Regions from separate parts of the Mus musculus genome. Here region 2 is linked to region 1. A link is a contact called in public ChIA-PET data. All regions are on one chromosome and are shown on one strand. The core of a region is the stretch at or near the end of the contact, and the rest is flanking DNA. Distances in the headings are between cores, read along the strand shown.

Region 1 (5,506 bases), core at 1,899-4,398:
CCTGCATATTCAGACATGTGGGGGCAGACAGTGTGAGGCCATGCTGCAGGCTGATCGTTTATTCCCTCGTCAGTATCCACTGGACACTCTTCAGCACTGTGTCTCAGCCTTGGAGTTCAGCAGAGGCTGAGCAAGCCGAGCACTGTGCAGTGGGATCATGGCTTTATGGCCTTGATGAAGGAAGCCAACCACATGATGCTGGGGACTCAGCAGGGAAAGCAGGGCGCCACACAGACAGGAGGGTGTGCAGGGCACTGAGAGGGCTCCCCCAGAGCACATGCACTTGTGGTCTCAGGAGGTGACAGACAGTATGGACAGTTAAGTGAAGAGGGGACGTCATCTATTAAGTTACAGGGAAGCTGTGGGGATGCCGCATCCCGGCTGGGGTGAAATTTGATGCTGTGCTGCTTTGGGGTTCCCACAACCCCATAACCTCTCATCTATACTAATAAAAGCCCAACAAACTTGCTGGTTCACAAGTTGGAGTTTGGCTCAAGCATTACTATAGTTGGCTCTCTGGCATGAACGGACATTTGTTTTTGTCTCCCAGGAAAAGCTCGCATGACTGGAGAACAGGAAAGCCAGAGCATGGTCAGCTCCAGGGGACCCCGAAAATAAGCTGGCACCCCAACAACCATGCCTGTGACCCCCCTTTCAAGGGCCTTCACTGGGTGCACAAAGCCAGAAGCAAGGAGCCCATGGCATGGGTCACCCAGACAACACCGACAGTCCCAGAAGAAGGTAGGTCCAGAGGACCAAGAAAAACATGTGGCTCAAGCTACAGCCAAGGCCAGGGTTATGGCTTCACCTAAGAGATAGGGTGACAGTGGATAGAAAGGTGACAAGGCCTAACTCTTGTGTTCAGAGTTCTCCTCAGCTATGGGGACAATGGACAGAGCCATGAAAATGCCTGCAGTGGCTCAAGAAGAGGTGACAGTGGCTATGGCTTTGGTGGCAGGAGATGTGCAGGACACCGAGCCTGGAATCAAACCTCAGGCGCCACTTCAGGCTATCCAGGTGACATAAAGAACAAGGGAGACTCCTATGTCTGCCTGAAGCCGGTGCTAAGCCAGAGCAGCTATGTGCCTGTGTGTGGAGCAGTAAGGATTCCAGGTGGCTGGGCTTCTTGCTGTAAGCCAATAAGGAGAGGACTGCATTCCGGGCTCAGGAGACTCCAACGGGAGCAATAGACCATCTGACAAAAACCTCAGCACCAGGCATGAGAAGCCTTCTCTTGTGTTGTTGGTCAGGGTTATCCAAGAGCCTTCCAAAATGTTATAGGCTATCGCTATTGTCCTTGGTTGCCTCCCAGAGGAGGAAGGTAAGTCCCCATTGCTGAAGATAGCATATACTTCAGACTCTACCTGAGGTGTGTTATATTGCCTTAGTTAGATCACAGGATCAATTTCCTTTCTCCTGATTACAACCTGAGATTTCTGAGATGCTTCCATTATGCTAATGAGGCATCTCGGTACCCTAATCCCCCAGCCAATGACCTTTGCCCACCCTGGATGTCCCTACCCTCAGTTCCCCAAAACTTTATAAGCCTTGAATCACCCAAAGTAAAGTTGATCTGCCTCCTGATAGGTGGTCCCAGTGTGGTCATTCACCATTCGGACTCACAGAGCTTCCAACCCGTTTGTCCCCTCTGCTCCCACTGCCCTCGTGAACCATATAGGCCGATGACCACGAGAGCGGGGAGGACCACAGAAACCTAGGCAAGTCCGCAGGGCTAGTGATGTCATGGACCTTGGAGAACCTACAACCACCACTTCCCTCAGCCAGCATTACTGACGTTCTCCGACCTGTGCACATCTATGTTTGTGAGACCTGAGCTGTGAGGACCTGAAAGAACGGGGCAGACCACAGCCTAACGCTTTAGACAAGCTTACTTCAGAGTCAGTGGACTTCTATACACGAATGTAACAAAGAAAGCAGTGGCCCAGGGGAGGCTGTTGGAGTTCAGAAGAACATGATGAGACAAACATGTAAAGAAGCGTCAGTAAGCACATACCAAATATTGACAGAGCAGCGCTTTCCCAGCACTTTCTCAGGACAGAGCCATTGAAACACAATCGCCTGGCACATACTGGAGAGTATATCTGGGGAAAACATGAAAGCACAGCAGAAGGCCAGATCCAGATTCAGGGCACACTGACCGGATTGGGTTCTACAGCTATGATCCGACATCCAACAAGAATAAACATGCCTTATAAATTGAATGTAAATGTTTAGCACTGGAGGCACAAAAACACATCCAAAGAGCAAAATGCCCTCAAAGTAAAAGGCCCTCTGAGCTTTTTCCTGCCGCCTCTCTCACAGTTCCCCAAGGCATTGTTCCACATGGGTTACATTCCAAGTAGTTGTCTTTGTAACCACTGTGGTAGTTTGAATGGCACCCATAAGCTCATGTGTTTCAATGCCTGGTGCCCAGTTGGTGGAACTGTTTGAGAGGGATTACGAAGTGTGGCCTTGTTGGAGGAGGTGTGGCCTTGTTGGAAGAGGTGTGGCAGGGGCAGTGAGCCACTCTGTTTCCAGTTAGCTTTCTCTGCCTTCTGCCTGTGGATCAGAAGCTCTCACCTACTGCTCCAGCACCATGCCTGCCTGCTACTATGCTCCCCATTATGATGATAATGAACTCTAACCCTCTGGAAATGTAAGTCCTCTCCCCCCACCCCCCCACCCCCACAATTCCCCCTCAGATCTCCCCCCCCCCCCCCGCCCCTCGCCACAATGTTTTCTTTTCTAAGTTGCCTTGGTCATGGTGTCTCTTCACAGCAACAGAAAAGTAACTAAGACATCCATGGATAAGTGCAGTCCTCATCCCTCAACAAGGAAACTGTGAGTGTGTGTGTGTGTGTGTGTGTGTGTGTGTGTGTGAACTAAAGTAAAAGAGGCCATGAATTTAGAGAAACAAAGGGCAAGAGAGACAGGCAGACAAATAGAGACAGAAAGAACACTGTACCCACTGCGACCTTGAGCCCCTTTAGGCCTGGCCAGATCCAGAAAAGACCTACCTGGCCCCTGAGGGAGAGACAGCAAGAGAAGCAGGCTTACCCCTTGCCCTCCCATTTCTCACCCTGTGTGTTAGGAAACACTGTGGACCGCAGAAACCACAGGGGCTGCTTCCTTCCTGTGTCCTCTGAAGCTGGTCTGTCCCAACTGCTCTAGGTGGCACACAGCAGGTGACTAACTAGGGGTCCCATCCCCTTCCCCCCCAAGGCAGGGCGAAGGGGGAGGGTGATCCCCATCACTTGTGTCTTGTCAGAAAGTCGGGACAATGTGGCAGAGTGGAAGCCCCCAGTTGCCAGGCCCGTGGTGCACAGGCTGGGGCCTCATCAGGCCCACTGCCACCAATGCAGCAAGATCCTTGGGCAGAGGTTACACACGGGAGCATCCCAGCCCCTCCCACGGGCGAGCAGTCAGGACAAGCAGCAGTCTGAAAGCAGTGCACCTCCAACAGCTGAGCACAAAATGGACCAGGCCCGCCCTCCAGGATCCTCATGTCAAGGCAGGGGCAGACCAGGGTCAAGGGAAAAACACCTGCTTTCCTGGGTTGTAAATGCCAGAAAGGGAAGGCACGGGGTGGGTAGGGTGGAGAACATGGCCCAGACCCCTGTCTCTTCTCTCCATGTACAGACAAATTTACAACAGTTCTAAGAGGCCAGTGTCCACATCTGTCCCCAGAGTTCCTTCTGTGTATCCACTCGGATGCTATCTAGTCCAGGACGCTGAGTGCAAGGTACAGGGTATACAGCCTCTGGGCTACCAGCATGGCCGTCTGGCTGTGGAGCAGCTCAGCTGAGGAGGCCAAGCGCCTGCGGTGGACCTCAGGCTTGTACTGAGGTGCAGTGAGCACAGAGCTCCCTGGGAGGGGTTACACACAGATGGAGACAGGCACCCCAGCCTACCCTCCGTTCCCCTGCCAGCTGGTCCTGCTCGGTGGCTGTGCCTCCCTAGGGTGGGATGCTTGGCTCACACATAGTTCTCAGCACAAAGCACTCACACAGCAGATGGTACCCCAGCCCCAGTCAGGTCCTGCCTCCCTTTCACAGGAAAATGGGGGGCTGGCCAGGCAGATGCCCATCACGGCGCTTCCCCGGGCACTGTGACCTGAGGTCATGGCCACACCTGGCAGCTGGAGCGGCGGTGGGCTCCCGCTCCGCGCCTCTGTTCTGAGACTGCTGGCCTGCACAGCAGAACTGCCACTGTGTTCCTGGGGCCATGGGAGGAAAGAGCCAGCATGTGGCTGTCCTTTGTGCCTTCCATATGCATGGGACATCCCAGCAACATGGGGAGCAGAGTGTAGGGGGGCTTCCGGACCCAGAAGAAATGGCTCCCCAAGCCTCACAAGCCCAAAGGATCGTCACTCTTCCACATAGTCAATCTTTCTGTAGGTGTCTGCAGGCTCCCCCCACTGGGAAGGGAAAGGCCTCACTGAGGCTTCCTGGAAATCCCTGAATCTGAGCGTAGACATCTCTGTCCCATAGGGAATGGGCTGTCTCTGAGTGCAAGGGGAGCCCTAGGAAGTTCTGAGCAAGGTGAGTGGAGACAGGACCGCAGGTGACCAGGAAAGATCAGGAGCACAAAGGCTCCACAGGTCTAGCCTAGAGTCAGCCCAAGCTCATAAAGGGCAGCAGAGCCAGAAGATATGTGGTTCCCCCGACTCTGCAACCTCAGTACCACCCAGTCTACCCTGGCCCAGCCACCTATGAGGCCCCCAGCCTTGAGTTCCAGCGGAGTCAAGACCAGTCCATTGGCCTAGATAAAGCCCGCCTCAGGCTCCCAAAGAGCTCTCCGGACCTAACACACAGGGACTGCCACGGGCAGGGGCTGTTTTCCTCCATTCCCAGAGTCTTCCATGTGCAAGATGTGGCCAGCCCAAGACCAGGGCTGTGGTCCCCAGACAGGAAGTGCCAGGAACACTGCTTATCTCAGAACCTCCCACAGCCTCGTACTTGTCTCAGAACAAGAGGTAGTTCATTCTCTTCCCATTCCCCAGACTACAGAAGCCCAAGGACCGGAGGCCAGGATCCCGTGCCAAGGAGCCTCTGTCTTCTTATCTGTTAAATGGGTGCAAGGGAGAGATAAGCATTGTTCAAGAGCCAAAGGTGAAGAGTCTTCTGAGCTTGCCAGGCCAGAGGCTAGTGGTTCTCATGTCCCTGGCCACCTCGGTCACCACTGCCCTCCTTCTGAGGAGGTCCCGATGTCTGTGTGGCTCCTTCTCCAACACATCCCTGTCTCAAACATCCCACCACACTGGGAAATCTCCTTTCTTCCTGGAATGTTTCTCAGGTTCCATGTTCTCAGCAGAGCATGAGTCACAAGGAGCAGAGCTTCACTCCCACCTCCCTACTCAGTCACACGGGCCATCCGAATTGTGGCCATTGTTTCTCTGAAATGGGGATTTTTCCAGCTGTGGTGCTGGCTACCTGCATCATTCTTCCAGAGATGCTTCACATCTGCCCACACCTCCATGAGGGTCCAGTGCATGTCCCCAACCACT
Region 2 (5,506 bases), core at 2,207-4,706, 71 kb after region 1:
CCTCCCTCCTCCTCCATGTCCACATCGTCACATTCTTCTCTCTCCCTTCCATACCCACTATCCATTCACCATCCAAGCCTCTAGCGATCTCTCCATCCCCCTTCCCACCGCCCCACGCCCCACTTGACACTTCCAACCACACACAAGCGTGCCTGCCACCTGTCCCTCACTCCTGGTCCCCACAGAGGGCAAGCGGCTCAGGGAGAGATGCGAAGATGCTGCCCAGCTGGTCTTTTCTCCGCCTGTCCAGTGGGGAGAGCCTTCTCCCCTCCCACTCTGCACCCCGGGGACCTTCGGATCTCAGGATGCTGGTGAACTTCCACAGCCGTCTAGAGCTGCCCTGTATGATGCAGTGTTCCCGGGGCACAAGGAGACCGTGACTGGGACCCACGGACGCGTCATGCTAATATGTGAACCACTTCAAAGGCTGAACATTAAAACATATACGGCAAAAATACCCCCTTGCTGCTTTTCAGAACTTGACTTAGAGTATCTCCATGAATACTCAGAAGAAAAAACAAAGCCCAGAGAGGGACACTGGCAAGCCTGAGGTGACACCTGAAGAAATGGGCATTTAGCATTGTCTATTTCTATCACCATGGTAACCATGGGGGGGAGGGGGCAGCAGCTCACCTAGACTTCCGCTTGCAGTAGACAAGCAGGTTGTCAAAGAGGAAGAAGGCTCTCTCTTGGATGTTGCCCGCAGAGATCTTCAGCAGGTTGCCCTGAAGGAGGAGCTCGGTGCAGATGTCTGTGAGGTTGGAGCCCTGGGGAGGCAATGAAGGGCAGCAATGAGCAGCCAGGGACACACCCATCTTAAGCCTCTTCCCTCACTGCAGAGGGAAAACACCCCGGCAAAAGTAACTCAAGGGAGAAGGGTTTGCTTCAGCCCCACAGTTCGATGTACAGTCCTTCACGGCTGGATGGTCAGAGCGGGAGCTTGAAGCAGCTGCCTGGATCACATTCACAATCAGGAAGCAGAGAGTCATGGACGCCCCCTGCTGCTCAGCTCGCTCTGCATCTGCACAGTCCAGGATCCCAGCCAGGTGATGGTACCCCCACATCTCAAATGGATCTTTCCACATCAATGGATCTAAGACAGCCCTTAGAGGCATGCCCAGACACTAAATAATCACTCACCAATATACCTGGAGGCTAGGAGACATTGTACCTGTCTCCAAGGTGATTCTAGACCCTGTCAGCCTGACAACACTAACCATCAAGCACCTTTCCCTCCACACCCCTACATCCCTATCAGCCTCCACACTCAAAGCTCTCAGCAGACAAGAAGCCAAGGCAATGGGATGGAGGGCTGTGTGGGCCAGTGCCATCAGTGGACTGCATGTCCTTTTACAGGAGACACTCAGAGGTACAGGGAGCTGATACACCAACTCACGTGGCTGACAACAGGCCCTAGGGGGCTGCATCCAGCCCTTTAGGGGACTGGGTTTTGTCTAGGTGTCCTGCGGTCTGTCTTTCCCTGTGATCTATTTGCAATCTGGCTTGTTGAGCCTTCCCCACAAGATAAGCACTTCGGTAAGGACTGGAGATTTCTAGCACCTAACGACCTTCCCCGGGATGCAGGAGGGACTTGACAGATGCCATGTAGGAATGTTAGGGCAGGATTCTGGGAGCACTTGATCCAGTGAAGGCTGGATCCATCCATCACCAAGCTCTGTGGGATGAGTGTCACACAGGCTAATACAGCAGGTGTGCTGAGCAGCAATGATAAGATTGGGGCCAAGGACCAGGAGAAGTGTTAAGGACAAGCACAGACAGGGACTAGGAAAGTCCTGCTAGCAGGAGTCCTCAGAGCCAACACGTAGTGGGTCTGTGTGGAGTCCTGGGTAGGCTGGGCCAGGTCATATAGATTCCGAGAGCTGAGGAGAGGGAATTGAGTGGAATCCTGGCAAACTCAGAAACCCTCATTCAGGTAGCCCAGATCCTTGCTCCCCTTGGTTCATCTTGGGGAATGAGTTTCACAGGCATTGGCTGCCTGACCAATGACCTACATTCCCCAGCTTCTTTGGCGCCAAGCATGGTCCAAAGGACCAAGTCACACCAAGGAGCCGGTGGTATGTCACTATCTTGAAATAGGTCTCTAGCCCCTCTCCCCGCTCCTTTATCTCTTTCCAGAGATGCAAGATAGCCATCGGGGGTTAAGGAAGGGCGCTGGTGACAGACATGTCCAAGGCACAGGAAGGAAAGAGCCCTGTTGGTGCAAAGTCACCCACCCAGCCTGGCTGGTCACACATCCTGGTCTATACTGCATTGTGAGCTCCTCGGAGTCACCCCCTCAGCCCCATGGCAACCAGGATGTGCCAGAGTGTGTCTAGAGACTGCAAGGAGCTGAGGACAGAGGCCTGTGACACAGTTGGAAGGCAGACCATGTGGCACTTGCTTTGGGTAAAGCCACAAGTGGCCCCTACAGTCAAAGGAGCCAGATGCCAGGTTGGCTGCCTTACCAGCCACCTTGCCTGATGAACACACCACCCTACCTACTCAGGCCAGTTAACAGAAGCTGGAGGGAGGAAGCTAGAAGCTCGGGAAGCTGGATGGAAAGGGGGAGGGCTGTACTGCTAAAGCCACAGAAAGCCAGGCCCTCCTGTGGCAGCCCGTCTCACAAGGGGGAACCTTATCTCTCCCACCATCCACTTGATCGAGGCCAAACCTCAATGCCCCTTCCAAAGTCCATCTGCAAGGGACTCTGGGAGCTAGAGGGCTCCCCTTGGGAAGATGGCCAGTGAGGGAGAGTTCAGGGGACATGTCACCCCCTAGTCTCTGAACAAAGCCCCAGTCTTCTCTGCAGCTGGACCTTCCATGGGGGGGGGGGCGCCAGTACAAGAAAGGAATATTAAATCCAGGAACACCCAGGTCCCGGTAGGGTTGGGGGCGGGGCTTGGGCTGGGGGTGTCAGACAGCAACGTCTGTCCCCAGAATCTTTCATCTCAGCTCCTAACCTCTCACTCCAGTGGAGCTGGCCTTTCCTACCGGTTGCATTTCCTGTCTGTCAGCTTTCTAGAGACAAGAAACTTCCAATAGTGTAGGAGGCAAGGGTCAGGAAAGTGCGTTGGTTACAGGCTGAGGAGATGGCTCAGTGGGTGAAGGGGCTTGCTGCCAAACCGGATGATGTGAGTTCAACGCCTAGGTCCCACCCAGTGGAAGAAAAGCGCTGACTCTTACCAGTTGTCCTCTGACTTCTACATACATGCTGTGGCACACTGGGCTCACACACATGAATGCACACACACACACACACACACACACACACGTAAGTGTGATAAAGAAAAGTCAGTTACATACACTGTGTGTGTGAAAGCTTGATTCTGTCAACCTGTCAGGACCTAGAATCACCTTCTAGACTTCTGGCTGTGAGGAAGTGTCTAGACTGTGTTTACCGAGGAGGGAAGATCACCTTAAACGTGGGTGGTATCATCATCTGAGTACAAAGGAGAAGAGAGCTATCTCGCCTCTGCCGGCTTCCTGTGGGTGTGCTGGGACCAGCTGTGCGAAGCTACTGCTCTTCTCCATCACGGTGGGCTGCACCCCCAGCTGCCAGCCACAACAAACTCTTTCTTCCTTCCGTGGTTTTCATCTGGCATTTTGTCACAGTGACAGGAAAATAAACTAATACTGATAGATATGTAAATGTTGCCCTCAGTGCTGGCACAAGAAGCACAAAGGCTTGTAGGTGTCAGGAAGGCGAGGCCACACACAGTTACTGAGGGGAGTTGGCATGGCCTGCAGTGACAGAGGCTAAGGAAACAGGCGTCTCAGTGACAGCTACTGGGAGACACAGCAGTGTTACCAAGTTTTCTACCGAAATGTAAAATCTGGGATTTTATGTTTCATTGAGTCAACTAAGTCACTTGTAAGCAACCACACGAGGCAGGCCAAACTGAGGAGCGAGCCCGTGATCTACAGCTCCAACTGGGGGCCCAGCCCCCTCAGCAGAGGACCCTGACCACGCACCTCCCAGCCTTCAATGTGAGACTGCAGCTGCTCCAGGGCCTCCAGCTTCTCCATCTGCCTCTTAGTCTCATTGATGTTGGAGCAGACAGTCTTCATGGCCTGCAGGGCACTCTGTACCGCGGTGTGGTCAGGGTGCTTGCCGGGGGTCCTCTTGGCCAACTCCTAGTGTGGGAAGGGGCAGAACAGAGGGTGATCAGTGCAGGGGCATAGACTCGGGCAGAGGTAGAGTCACGCCAAACCAGTGTGCCAAAGGGAGGATGAGCAAAGCTAACACTTGCTGGCTCATTCACACGAGTGTCAGTCTTCCCAGAGAACTAACTAGATCTGGGGTCACATAGAAGATAAATCCCTGAGTGTCAATGAGGGCGCTTCCAGAGAGGTTTAACAGGGTAGGCTGGCCTTGAACATGGGTGGTAAAATCCCAAAGGCTGGGCTTCCAGACTGAACAAAGAGAAGAACGGCAGCTGAACACCAGCATCCACTCCTGTCTGCTCCCTGACTACAGACACAGAGACCAGCTACACCCCTCTCTTTCCTGATGGACCGGACCTGAAAGAACTGCAATAAAACCATCCTCCCTTATGATGATTTTGTCAGATGTTTCATTCCATTGACAGAAAAGGAAACGAAGACATTCATTTGTTCCCTCCCTCATTCATTAATTCGTTCTGTGGGTGCCATCTGACTGTCTTTAAAGGGAGAGTCAATATACCAGGAAACAGACAAAAAACACTTTGCCTGGTGGGTATCATAGAAGACAGAGGCCAGAAAGCTAAGAAAAATTGGGGACCACCAGGAAGAAACACTTAGAGAAGTTAGAATAGAGAGCATACAAGCACCAATCAGGGAGGCTGGGGACGTGAGGAGGGAGCAACATGGCGGGCAGCCGGAAGAGCGGGCTCAAAGGGCATGACAAGGGATGGCAGGTGACTGGGGGAGGGGGTCACAGAACACAGAAATGGGCAGGTCACAAAGGTGACCACAGACACTGATTACCCCAGCTCTCTTAGTGAACTGGACAGGGGGATACGCCTACTGGGGCTCATGCACAGCTCACTGGTAACCACTCCCCTATGCGTATGTCCAAGGCTCACCCTGGGTTCAGTCCCCAGGACTGAAAGGTAAATAAACGAACAGGCCTCTTGCTCAGAGGACACAGGGCAGAGTGCATAAAGCATCCAGCCCGGTTGCCATCAGCTGACTCTTGTCTCAGACACAGGCCAGGACATTATCAAAGCCGGACAGTGGTTTCCAGAGACAAGGCCTTGTGTAGACCAGGCTAGCCTCACGCTTACTATGTAGTTGAAGAACCCTAAACTCCTGATCCCCCGGCCGGCCTCTGCATCCCAAGAGCTGGGATTTAAAGCGTGTGCCACCACGATCAGTTTATGCAGCACTGAGGGCAGGAGCCAGGGCTTCCTGCATGCTACTCAAGCGCTGTACCAATTCACCTCCCGGCTGATCACAACCACAAGAATCCAACCACTCGCTAGGTGTGGTAAGTGAGATGTGGAAGAGACCTAAGGGCCAGCAG

What was found. ChIA-PET counts read pairs in DNA pulled down with a chosen protein or histone mark.
Region 2: a contact with region 1 is called in an RNA polymerase II ChIA-PET map of memory CD8 T cells, with 52 read pairs. The contact joins two enhancer-like sites. A contact is called at or near these places in 2 of 115 datasets of contacts at active chromatin or transcription factors (embryonic stem cells and memory CD8 T cells).

The regions. Positions count from the first base shown.
Region 1 is chr2:166,546,128-166,551,633 of GRCm38.p6, forward strand. No RefSeq gene overlaps it. Among named protein-coding and RNA genes, the nearest start is that of Gm29679, 16 kb to the right of the region's middle. Within about 2 kb of position 3,149, at least 78 of the 459 cell types and tissues checked have an H3K27ac peak or open chromatin away from gene starts, as enhancers often do. A contact at or near this core is called in memory CD8 T cells, where this site is marked.
Region 2 is chr2:166,617,200-166,622,705 of GRCm38.p6, forward strand. Prex1 (phosphatidylinositol-3,4,5-trisphosphate-dependent Rac exchange factor 1) reads right to left here. Exons shown (of 40, transcript NM_177782.3): 6 at 3,973-4,134; 7 at 634-767. Among named protein-coding and RNA genes, the nearest start is that of Gm29679, 55 kb to the left of the region's middle. Within about 2 kb of position 3,457, at least 84 of the 459 cell types and tissues checked have an H3K27ac peak or open chromatin away from gene starts, as enhancers often do. A contact at or near this core is called in memory CD8 T cells, where this site is marked.